Regions from separate parts of the Mus musculus genome. Here region 2 is linked to region 1. The links are chromatin contacts, called in public Hi-C maps. All regions are on one chromosome and are shown on one strand. The core of a region is the stretch at or near the end of the contact, and the rest is flanking DNA. Distances in the headings are between cores, read along the strand shown.

Evidence for each region. A called contact is a pair of places that touch in the nucleus more often than the background predicts.
Region 2: a Hi-C map of CD8 T cells shows a contact between it and region 1, with 2.1 times the contacts expected there. The contact joins two enhancer-like sites. A contact is called at or near these places in 1 of 484 Hi-C or Micro-C datasets (CD8 T cells) and 4 of 115 datasets of contacts at active chromatin or transcription factors (acute myeloid leukemia, effector CD8 T cells and embryonic stem cells).

The regions. Positions count from the first base shown.
Region 1 is chr13:44,584,552-44,591,166 of GRCm38.p6, reverse strand. All of the region lies in intron 2 of Gm40931 (a long non-coding RNA gene), which reads left to right. Among named protein-coding and RNA genes, the nearest start is that of Gm34276, 19 kb to the right of the region's middle. Within about 2 kb of position 3,101, at least 32 of the 459 cell types and tissues checked have an H3K27ac peak or open chromatin away from gene starts, as enhancers often do. A contact at or near this core is called in CD8 T cells and effector CD8 T cells, where this site is marked.
Region 2 is chr13:44,808,938-44,814,721 of GRCm38.p6, reverse strand. The region is part of intron 1 of Jarid2 (jumonji, AT rich interactive domain 2); the gene reads right to left. Among named protein-coding and RNA genes, the nearest start is that of Jarid2, 81 kb to the right of the region's middle. Within about 2 kb of position 3,486, at least 18 of the 459 cell types and tissues checked have an H3K27ac peak or open chromatin away from gene starts, as enhancers often do. A contact at or near this core is called in CD8 T cells and effector CD8 T cells, where this site is marked.

The sequences.
Region 1 (6,615 bases), core at 1,852-4,351:
CGTTCTCTGGAATTGGAATCCATCTGAGAGAGGCACTGGAGAGGGGTCACCACCGCGTGTTTTGCTCCTCAATCTTTGAGCTGAGGAAGGTCATGCAATTTTTTTTTTTTTTCGAGACAGGGTTTCTCTGTGTAGCCCTGGCTGTTCTGGAACTCACTCTGTAGACCAGGCTGGCTTCGAACTCAGAAATCTACCTGCCTCTGCCTCCCGAGTGCTGGGATTAAAGACATGTGCTACCATGCCCGGCCTAGGTCATGCAATTTTATGGGGGCGGGGGACTGAATATCCTTGTGGGTCCAATCTTTTGTTCTTATTGTTATGATGATGAGGAAGAAGAAGAAGAAGAAGAAGAAGAAGAAGAAGAAGAAGAAGAAGAAGAAGAAGAAGAAGAAGAAGAAGAAGAAAATAATGTGGGTGAGGAAGGAGGAGGAAGAGGAGGAGGAGGAGGAGGAAGAAGAAGAAAATGTAACTGTGTCTGACCTGGAACTTGCTATATAGATAGAGCTGGGCCTGAACTTATAGTGGTCCTCCTGCCTCTGCCTCCTGAGAACTTGAATGGCAGGACAATCAGAATTTCAAGCTCATATTCAGCTATGTACATTGCTATCTATAGCAAATTCAAAACCAGCCTGGAATAGTGAGCTATCCAAGACTTTGTTTAAGAAAAAAAGTTGTTGGTTTAATCCCTTTGTTTGCAAGGAAGGATTATAGTCTATTTTTGTTTGTTTGTTTGTTTTGAAACAGGGTCTTATTATGTAGTCTATGCTAGCCTTGAACTTTCAACCCGACGGCTCGAGCCTCCAGAGTAGGTGGAATTACAGGTGCGTGCCACCAAGCCCAGCAGGACAATATGCTTGTTGGGAGAAAATACTGTTATGCTGGTGAGAGAGAACATAATTTAGAATAAAATACCCAATTCTACAAAGCCATGGGAGGGTTGTAAGCGAAGAAAACATAATCATTTAGTGGACTGGTCTCCCCAGCTCCTTCTTTTCCAGTGAGAAAGCCATCAGAAATCAAATTAAGATCAGAAATAACTTGATGAATACGGAGCAGAGCAGAGGAAACTGGATCTCCTGGAGGGCTTATTTCTGTGGCATGGTGTCTGCCCCTCGAAACATCCTCCATCAGCAAGGAATATGTTTGCCCAGTCAACTGGATGTTTGTGTTGGCTGGCAGACTCTTCTCTGCTCAGCGCTGAGAAGTGCCTCATGTTTCCAGCTCCTTCCGGATTCCGTGGCTCCGGTGGCTCCGTGTTTGTGTTTATCTCTACCTCAGTTGGGATCCACACTCCTCTCCCGTTGCACTTTCTATGTGTATCATTTATTTCTCATGGAGCGGTGTTCTGACTCCCTTGTCATTAGATCATATTTTAAAAAAAAATTTAAAACTTGAGATTGTTTTTAAGGTCAGATCTTTTTACATAACCTAAGCTGGTCTGAAATTCTCCAGCTTTCTAAGTATGAGGAAGACTCATGTGTTTGTGTGTGTGTGTGTGTATATGTGTGTGTGTGTGAGAGAGAGAGAGAGAGAATGTCTGAACTAACTGGTCAAAATTTTTCTTTTTGGAGACAGGGTCTCACTATATAGGCCTGGAAACTGACTGTGTAGACCAGGCTAGCCTCAAATTGCCTCCCAAACACTGGCATTAAAGACATGAATAACCGTGCTCAACAACCTAATTTTATTTTATTAATACATTCTTCAGAGAATGATGCTTTTAACCCTTATAATCTGTCTGTCTGTCTGCCTAAATATATAGAGAGTTGTGGATCTAGCTCATGGTAGAGAGCTTGCCTAGCTAGCATCTACAGGATATTTTATTTGATCCCTAATACAATCCACACACACACACACACATTCTTACACACTCACATACACACACTCACACACACACACACACACACACACACACACACACACTCACACCAAGCTCAACCTCTTGTTCCTTTGGGTTGGGCTGTGCGTAGCTCAGAGGGAGAGTTAGCACTGGCTTAGCATTCACAAGGTCCCGGGTTCAGTATTAAGCATTGAGAAAAAGCTATGCTGAATGCAGTGAGCAACAACATCTCTCTCCAGGCCCGGAGATAGGTTCCTAGCACCAAGAAGGGGAGGAGTAGCTGCTGTGGCTGTGTTCTTGATCTTAGGGGAAACCTTTTCATCATTAAGTGTCACATTTACTATACAATTCACTATATATTTCCCTGAGGGTGCTTTTTATCAAGTTGGAAATTTTCTCGCCCCTTTCTGTTCATATTTTTTCTGTTTTATCATAAATAGACGTTGAATTCTGTTAAAGATTACTTTATATTGAATGATTCTGTCTCCTCTTCCTCCTCCTCCTCCTCCTCCTTCTTCTTTTTGGAACAAGGTCTCAGGCTGCTCTGGAACTCAAAGTCTTCCTGTGTGGGCTTTGAAATGCCAGAACTACAGGTGTATGTCATGGTTGCCTGGTTGTCTGTTGCAATGTTGTTAAGGATTTTCTGCGTCTATATTACTGAGAGTATGGTCAGTGGTCACAAGGCAGGGCAGAAAGACAGACAAGAAATCAAGAGAACAGGGAAGGAACGAAGCTCCTAGCCCTGGGATCTAGTTTGCTCCCTGCTGATGAGAGACAGGAAGCTTCATTGCCGCTGATAAAACCAAGGTTGCCCACTGAGTCTTCTTTCCTAGGGCATCTCAAACCAGGATGTGAGGAACACTGGTGGGCAGGTTCATGGCCAGCATGAGTGTGGCCTGAGTTTAAACTGTGTTAACACTTGTAAAAACACCTGATAATTTCATTCATAAAAGAGAAATAGATAAGCCAGCTTATTTTGTTTTTCAACTTAATCTTTAAACTTCACTCAACTTTTAAATGTCGGTTAATCCTTAAAGCTCGCTGTGAATTATATCCCTCAAGCAATGTAATTTATAAAGCCAAGGCAGTATGTGACCCTCTAAATGTGACAACTAAGTGTGACAGTCCCTCTCCAGGAAACCTCACCTTTTCTTTGCTGTGCACTGTTATTTTCTCATACAACCCTCTGTGTGGACACCGGATAAAACCCACTCCTTTGCTTCAGGCTGATTCATCTTGAAGTTTCTGTGGTGGAGTCAAGGATGTGGCTTTCCCTGAGTGAGGGTCACTGAGGGGGAAGGGACTAAGTCCTGTGGCTGCTGGTGAGGACAGGGCTGGGCTGTGGCTCCTCCCTGTTGGCTGGGTGAAGTTCTTCTATGTGGTCTTTGTCTGGATGGGGGTCAGGGTAGCATCATAAAGTCAAACAGGAAGTATGCTTTTCTCGCTCCTCCTGCCCCGCTCGGAGATCATATAAAATTAGTGGGAACTCTTCTATAAACGCATAGTAAGAGTCACTACAGAATCATCTGGGGTGGACTCCTCTTGTCTGGTATTTAAAGATGCAGCTTTAACAAAACAAACAAATAACAAACAAACAACAAAAATAAGGGCTGGGAAGATGTTAAGCAGATAAAGGTGCTTGCAACCAAACTTGACTTGAGCGGGCTCCCTGGACCCCACATGGTGGAAAGACAGAACTGGCTTACAAATTCTCCTCTGACCTCCATCTACACACACCCTGACAGGTCCAGGGAGCACCCCCCCAAACAAACAAACACATAGATAGATGTTAAGCAACAATAATAAAAGCATGACAAAAAGACATAAAAACAACAAAGAAAAATACATCCTTAAATATGATGATTACTATATTTTTTTGTGGTTGCATATCTGTGATTCTACCACTTAGGAGGTGGAGGCAGGGGGATCAGGAGTTCAAGGTCATCTTTAGCTGCACAGCAAGACCTTGTCACACCTCCTACACTCAAAAACTATACTTAAAATATACTTAATGCATCAATAACATGATTACTCTCCCTCCCTCCCTCCCTCCCTCCCTCCCTCCCTTCCTTCCTTTTTTCTTTTTTGATATAGTCTTGTTCTGTAGAACAGGCCGACCTGGGATTTACTAGGGATCACAGTGATTAATCACTTTTAAAGGTCAGATCCCAGGGACTGTGTCTATAGTTCAGCTGGTAGAATGCTTCCTAGCATGCACTAGATCCAGAGTTTAATGCCCAGCATGGCATAAGCCAGGTGTAGCCCATCCCTGTAACGGCAGGATCTGTAATTCCAGCAGGTAGAGGCAGCAAGATCAGGAGTTCTAGATCACTCGAGGCTGTCCAGCAAGTTCCAGGCCAGCCTAGGGCCCACGATGGAACGGAGGAAGAAAGACAGAAGAACAAATCCCAAGCCACCTGAGTGAGACCTCCACTTTGAAGCTCTGTCTACAAAACACAAAAGTGCTGGGGGTTTGATGAGACATGCCTGTCATTCCAGGGTCTAGGGGCAAGGCAGGAGAATCGTGAGTTTTAGGGCAGCCTGGGTTACAGAGTGGTGTAGAGTCTCAAAACCACCAATCAATCAATCAATCAACCAACCAACCAACCAACCAACCAACCAACCAACCAAAGAAACAGAAACAAACCCCTAACCAACCATCATCACCACCATCATCATCATCAACAACAACAAAAATCCCCAAAGAAAGCATAGGTCTTTACTATTTAGGGTGAGTTGCTTCAGTCAAACCTTCTGTTTCCCTTATCGCCTCTCTGCTCAGCAAGAGGAGGATGAAGTCTCCTGTGTGAACGGAATGCTGGTGAGAACTGCCTGCCTGCCTTCCTGCCTGCCTTCCTGCCTTCCTGCCTTCGGGACTGACTCACTCAGCTTTACTTCAAAGTACATGGGGTCTGTCAATTTCTCTCCTTGGGCTACTCCACCAGACCACATCCTTTAAAGAGAGATGACAGGGGCCGGTGAGATGGCTCAGCCAATGAAGGCTCTCACTAATGCAAGCCTGGAGACCTGTGTTAGAGCCTCAGAACCCATGTGAACGGGAAAGGAGAGAAGTGAGTCTACAAAGTTGTCCTCCACTCTCAACATGGTCATGCACCATCCTCCTCCTCCTCCTTTTGCTCCTCCCCCTCCTTTTGCTCCTCCCCCTTCCCCTCCTCCTCCCTCCCCCTTCCCCTCCTCCTCCTCCTCCTCCTCCTCCTCCTCCTCCTCCTCCTCCTCCTCCTCTTCTTCTTCTTCTTCTTCTTCTTCTTCTTCTTCTTCTTCTTCTTCTTCTTCTTCTTCTTCTCTCTCTCTCTCACACACACACATACACATACACACACACAATCACAATAATAAATGCGTAAAAAATTTTTAAAAATTAATACCCTACAGAGGTTCTTAGAAGCACAGTACTTGGTATTTCTTAGTTGGGGCTGTTGTTATTCTGCTAAAGTGAAGGGAATAGATTCTCTTGATTGGTCCTACTTTTGGTTGTTAATTAATTAGTTAGTTAGTGTATATATATATATATGGATTCTTGTGTGCCATGGCACTGGTAGACAGAGGACAGCTTGCAGGAGTCCTTTCTCTCCTTCCACCCAGAGGCTGCACTGGGGTCCTCAGGCTCAGAAGCCTAGCCTTGGCTGGTCCCCTTTTAAAAGCAGGGGCAAGAGAGTAGCTTATCTGTTGTCATTTTTTGGTTTGCTTATCACCAGGCTGGCCTCTAACCTGGGATTCCCTTGTCTCCATCTCCCGAATGCTGGGATTACAGGTTCATAATCCTGACAGGGTACTTGGGCTAAGTTACTACTCCTGATGCCCATTGGCCCATATAGCAGGGTGTCTCACCTTAGTGTTACCAACCTACCTGGCTTCTATTCAGTTTAGGCCACAACTTCTTTCCAGTTGTGGCAATACGAAGTATCTCTAAACATTGCCAAACAGTCCCCAAGGTGAAGTCACACCATTACCCTACAGTTACATGAGCACTTTTTTTTTTTTTCTTTTTAAACATGCTATGGGTGAAAGTTTGCAAGAGCTTTACAGTGGAGGTGAAAGTACTTTTGTGACCCACAGGAAGGCAGTTGCTTACCCCTCTCCCCTGAGGGCCTGTCAGAATTTCTCTGTGACATTAAGTAGCTTTTAGCTTGGCAGAGGACAGTGAGAGACTGCTTTGTAGGTGAAATGTGACAGCAAATCTCTTCATTTGGATCTAGGAGATCCTTGCACAGCTCTGCTCAAGAAGAGACGAGGAAGTGTGTGCAGTGATGGAGGGGAGAGGTGAGGAGTGTCAGGAGGTGCCCGGGGAAGTTTGGGGCCAGGCCTCAGGTGATAGGCAGGTGGTAGGTACCCTGGTGCTGAGCAGATTAGGGTGGATCAGGGCTGGCTGGGGGGTGGGGGTGGGGGACCTGAGCGATGGAATGGGCTCCCTCCTTTGCCCATCCTCAGATCCACGGGTTGCATACCTTTGGGAAGTCTGGTTGAAAGGCAGGAGGCGTGTACTTACAGTGACTCTGGAAATGGAGGTGAGGGGTCTGTGATACTGAGAACAGGGAGGAACAGGAAGTGAGAGCCCAGATCTGAGAGGCCAGCCCTCTTCAAATTCCTTGATCTTGGGAGACAATACCAGACTGGTCATAGATTCCAGAGGGGGCAGGGGCAGAGGGAGAGGGAGAGGGAGGAGGAGGGACAGAGACAGAGACAGACACAGAGATACAGAGATGAACCAGAGACGGAGAATGAGGACCTAAGACTGTGATAGAACAAGCATAAAG
Region 2 (5,784 bases), core at 2,237-4,736, 220 kb before region 1:
ACCTGTGAAATTAACATCACAAAAAAATTATATGGACAAGGTAGGGGAGAGTGTAATTACCCAAGTGAGATGAGGACAGGAAAGGGGGTGGTTGTGAGCTACACAACACAACACACCCCTACATGGCCGTATTAAGGAGAGAACACCGAAACCCAATGCAAACCATTTTTGGCCTTACAGAGAGTAGAGTGCAACCCACACTGAGCAATCTACACTTGAATTTAACTGAAAACGAATTTCTTACTGCTCCAGGTGTTATTTTCCATACATTCCTTTAAAGCGTCTTTTATTATTATTTCTTATTAACTTATTTGTATGTGCACACTTGCTGTGGACCCTTTAACCTATCCAAATAGTTGCTGGGAGAAGGAGTGGTTAACTGGAAGTATTTTGACCCACTGAGCCATCTCAAAGGTCCACAAAACCTCTTTAAAATGTTTTTAAATCTCTGGTTTAAAAATCAGAATAAAATAACTTATTCTTCTAAAGCATTTTTTTAAAAGCCTCCATCTATTCAAGAAAACATGTATAAAAGGACCTATTCATAATGTTGCTATCAGTTGCTAGTTCCCTTGTACAGTTACCTATTACAAAGTACAGCTTAAATCCATTGACAGTTTTCTATTGACTATATTGAAATGGTTCTTAAAAATATAAAAAACAATATCCATACTAATAAATGTGATTTAAAGCTAGTATTGATTGAAAGGTATTTTTTTTTAAATCTACACATCTTCCCCCTTGGACCCTCCTCACTAGTTTTATTTGCTTTTTCTTTTCTCTTTTTTATCTTTTTGAGGTGGAGGAGGGAGTTAAACAAGGTCTCACTATATAATCCAGGCTAGCCTTCAATTCACAATCCTTGGCTTCCACTACGGCCTAGGGCCACAGACATATGACTAACCTACCTTAGCTGTCTATCAGCAGCTACACTGCTACCTGCAAAACCTTGTGCTATAAATGCCTGTAGTTGAACTTCCTCAACTTTGTTCTGCACAGCCATGACAGACATTCGTTGATGAGGAATTATACAGCAGTCACAAGGTAAGAAGACCACTGGGCGGTCTGTCTTCCTAGGGACTAAGGTTTGAGCATACCAGAATAAAACTCGGAAAATGACTAATGCAGTTTGGAGCTCTGGTTCTTGCTGCAGTATTCCATGTAAACCAGCACACACTTTCTTGCCCTGTCCTTTACAAGCAGTGCTTTCAGGCAGGTATAACTGTAGAACTCAGTAAATAGAGCAGAGATCCTCCTACTGTGGTTAAAGGTGTGTTGTGTTGCACCATCATATGTAGGTACAACTAAGAATTTTAAATATCATACCATAAACCAACACCTTATTTCGACTTACATACCCACACAAAACATACACCATGACGCCCACCCTAAAAATAAGCAAGAAAAAGGGGACACAGCAGAATTATTAGCAACAGCAGGAAAACAGTAAATCTAAAACCAGACTGGATTGCATAGCGTAATAAATAAGTTAACAAACCAATACACTGCCCAAATGCCTATCAACTGACAACCAAAATAAGGTACGTGAATTAAAAAAAAAAAAAAACAAAAAACAAAAAACTTTCACCCATAAAAAAATAATTTTTAATAAATCTTGCATCTGGGCAATTTATCACTGTGTATCTTTTCATAGTAACTGGTATAGAAGGTGCCATGCAGCTATGAAGTGATTCCACTGATATAAACCCATGATACTTAATTTGACTTAAAAAATTCAAATTACTTTGAAAATGTTAGCCCCAGTAAAATTAACTTGGTAAAAGTTCTAGAAGTACCATTAATTGAACAAACATATCAATTGTACTGTCATTTGATTGTATGCAAAACAAAACTAATTACTTTCCTTCAATCAAGACTGCAAAAAGTAGTGAATGCAAAGGAATTATTAGTGCAGCCACTGTAAACAAAGTACAAGTTCGTCTGAAATGTGTTTAAAGCTGTATGTCCACAGTTGCCCCTGTAATTTAGACTCACAACTCAAAAGGACGGGGTTGTGAGATTGCTGACCAAATATGCAGAAAGGGGAGGAGGAGCCCATGTTCACAAGGTTAAATACAAGGTTCTTATGGATCCCTCCCCGCTGCGGTCAGCAGGGCTGACTCTGCCTCTCTCTCCTCTCTCTTACACCTCTTTCCCTTTGCCTACTTTACTTTAGCAGATCTTCTTTTCTTATTCAAATGCTACTTTTCCAAAGTATTCTACAACCAAGTCTAAACTGTTTTAACTTTCTTTAGAGAATACATTTCTCTTCCTTAAGGGGGAGAGGTTGGGGCTGGTGAGATGGCTCAGTGGTTAAGAGCACCCGACTGCTCTTCCGAAGGTCCGGAGTTCAAATCCCAGCAACCACATGGTGGCTCACAACCATCCGTAAAGAGATCTGACTCCCTCTTCTGGAGTGTCTGAAGACAGCTACAGTGTACTTACATATAATCAATAAATAAATCTTAAAAAAAAAAAAAAAAAAAAAAAAAAGGGGGGAGAGGTATTGGAGGAGACTCAAAGAAATTCAAAGGAGCCCCCAAAGCTAATTCAAGTAAAGTAATTTGTTCATTTCAAATTTGGACCCACACTCTATAAAAATCTGTTTTTTGACATTATGAAGGCATCTAAATGGCCACTTGTTAACTATGACCCGTGTCGGTGTATGCCCATCTATAGTCTGTAATAGCCTGTTGATCAAGAATACAGGTTTTCTCAAAGTGTCTCTACACTCAAAAAAAGTTAGTGTAATATTAGAAGTCAAAACAGTGTTGTTACATGTGTGCGTTATCACCTCTTTTCCTGGGTGACTGACTTTGGTCTTTTTTGTTTTCAGCTACTTTCAAAGAACTTAACTTCTAGCACTCTTTAGCTTCCAGTGGTTGCCTACGTACCCGGCTTTGCAGAGACACACACGCACACACCCCGCAAGTACGCATGAGTACCAGAGTTCGTTTTCCTCTCCTGCCTGCACCCTACCCCTTCCATAAGGATCTGTGTGATACAAGCCATATCTCCCTTGTAACGGACGGGGCACTACAGACAGAGCACTGGAAAGAAGCCCCTGCGCTGAAATCATAACAGATGTGGGTAGATATGGAGAATTGGCTCAGGGGTTTCCTGGCTGTTCTCATTTCTCAATGAAGAGGATGGAAGGGTAAATCATTCAACCGTGATGCTTCCTGCATCTAGGCAGACAACTAAGCTCTGCAACATTGTTCGCAGACTTAGTATTGGACAGTATACTGTTTTAGAATAAAATGTACCCTGTACATTTCTGTCTCTAAAGTGCTTCCCTCAGACCTAACATTTTGAAGTCCAAATAAGAGCCCTGACGAGAGATGAGAGCTTTCTCAGATGGGTACAAGGTTTCTATTGTAATTAAGTAAGGTACTCAGTAGGCCTAGTTAGTGTAGAAACAAACCCAAAGCAAAATCACAAACAAATGCCACTCCACACAAGTTGCTATGCTCCAACAACCATAATCATTTAGTCAAGATGTGAAAAACAGGAAACTACACTGTGGTGAGAATGAGAAACTGTGCTTTGAAAAGCAGCTTGCCTATTCTCCCAATCAATAGTCAAGATACCAAACAAGCAACAAGCCAGAATCAAACCCATGTCCACACAAATCATCTTCATTGTAAACGTATGTTCAGACTGCATACTCAAAATGACTAAGACACACATGTCCAAACTAATGATTTCCTGGACTCCAAGAATGCTTTTTATCAATATAAAATCTCTAATTGAAAGACAACTGCCTTTCACACCCTAAAATATCTGTTGTGCTACCTTTCACAGCTTCCTTTCCCTTCACTGTCAGAAGCAGTGCCTGAATAGGAAACCACAGATTTTCTGCTCCCTATATATTGGGACAAACAAATGAACAAATTCAAGACAGGAGGTTACACCAAGAGATGACCGCACATGTCTTTTGTGAATCTCACTCCGACCTCCCAATGTATGTATACATTCTCTGCTGCATTGGTACCAACAACAGAATCCAATGTGTGTCTCCACATGAAAACATACTGTCAGGAAGCAGGAAGGACAATGTCACAATAATGTGACATTTAGAGTTCCTAGTCTCCTATAGAAATCTCAGAAAATGCTGGCATGATTTAATTAATACATTTATCTGAGTTCAAGAAACAAGACTTAAAGAAATGGGAAAGATGTATTTAAGTGTGCAAAGTCTACAGTTTATATGGGCAACTGCTCTTCCTTGTACAAGTTACTGAGCTACTACTTACTCTGTACATGTGAAAGATGGCAGAGTTGATTAGGACTGTTTTTAAAAAGAGAGAAAAAAACAGCCTAGAGAAACCCAATATATATTTGAAGTATTTAAAATCCTCCAGTTCAGTACAGTGTTTTTCTTTAGAAATAAAAATAGATACTAATTGTAAAAGTTGCCAAAATTAACAACTCCTGCAGGCACTACATACATGCACTGGGTGCACAGAAATACATTCTGGCACAACAACAACACCACGTACACATGAAAGAAAACTAAAGCAGCAACTTCAAGAATGACAAAACCATTTTCATTTGCCAGCTCAAAAATACACTTCTCGTATGGCAAATTATGTAACTAAATACCTTATTATCATTCTTAGAAAAATGATGAAATCTTACACCATTGAGCAGGTATGCCCATGATATATAAATTAATCATACTTTTATACAGTATTTTCACTCTAGGCATCCTAAGTAGTTCATACTAATTCTAATAAAGTATAACTACTGTTTTATTATGATTAGTTATTAATCTCAACGTTCCTGATAGTAAGAATCCGTAGTAATAAGTATGCATGGCAGGAGGAGGAACAGAATTCAGTGCTATATGGTTCTGAGCATCTACTCTGGACTGAGGAATGAGAAGCTAATGAGAGGTGTGAAATGGAGCTAACAGAGTTTAAAGAGAGAGCCAAGAATCATCGATGATCAGAAAAATGAGCCTGGGCAGCCTTGAAGAAGCATGAGAGCAGAGAAATAAGGATGTGTCTTTTCTTACCTACCAACAGAAGCAACCACCAGTGCCAAAAGAGTACACATGATACACTACATGAAAGTATACATGTACACATGAGCTGACCACACAGCAAGAGTGCAGAAGCCTGAGAAACTTCCAGGCAGAACTCCTAAGTTATTCAATATGGGGGATGGGAGGGCATGGACACAAATTAATATGGAATATTGCTTGGCCACAAAAAAAAAAATCTGTAAATCAGAGACATTTTTAAAAGATTTCTTTATTTAATGCATGAGTGCCCTGTGTGTATATGTACACCTGCATGCCAGAAGAGGGCATCAGATCCCAGTATAGATAAAACCACCATGCAGTTGCTGGGAATTGAACTATGGAAGAGCAGATTGTGCACTTAAGCAAAGAGCCATCTCCCCAGCCCTGACCAAGAACATCTAAGCTTGTGACATAAATGGTTTGTACTTCTAGTAACAGAACACTACATCACACTATAAACCTAAATTTAACATGTCAATTCATTTCACATGAAAGAGAAATCTAGAAAGAGTAACAGTTCATGAGAAGGATAGGGCTAAAAATAACCCAGGCCACCTGTTTCATTAACCTGATCCAACAGAATTTTGCCACCTTGTAGAAGGAAGGTGTGAAGAAGTAGCTGTGTGTGAGTAAAACGGACAAATGACTGATTTATTCACAATAATGTCTGGTTTTCAGACATTATTGCTTACCATTACTAGCTGGAGGTATGCTCTATTTTCTTCATTATTGATGAGAACAGACAATACTCATAT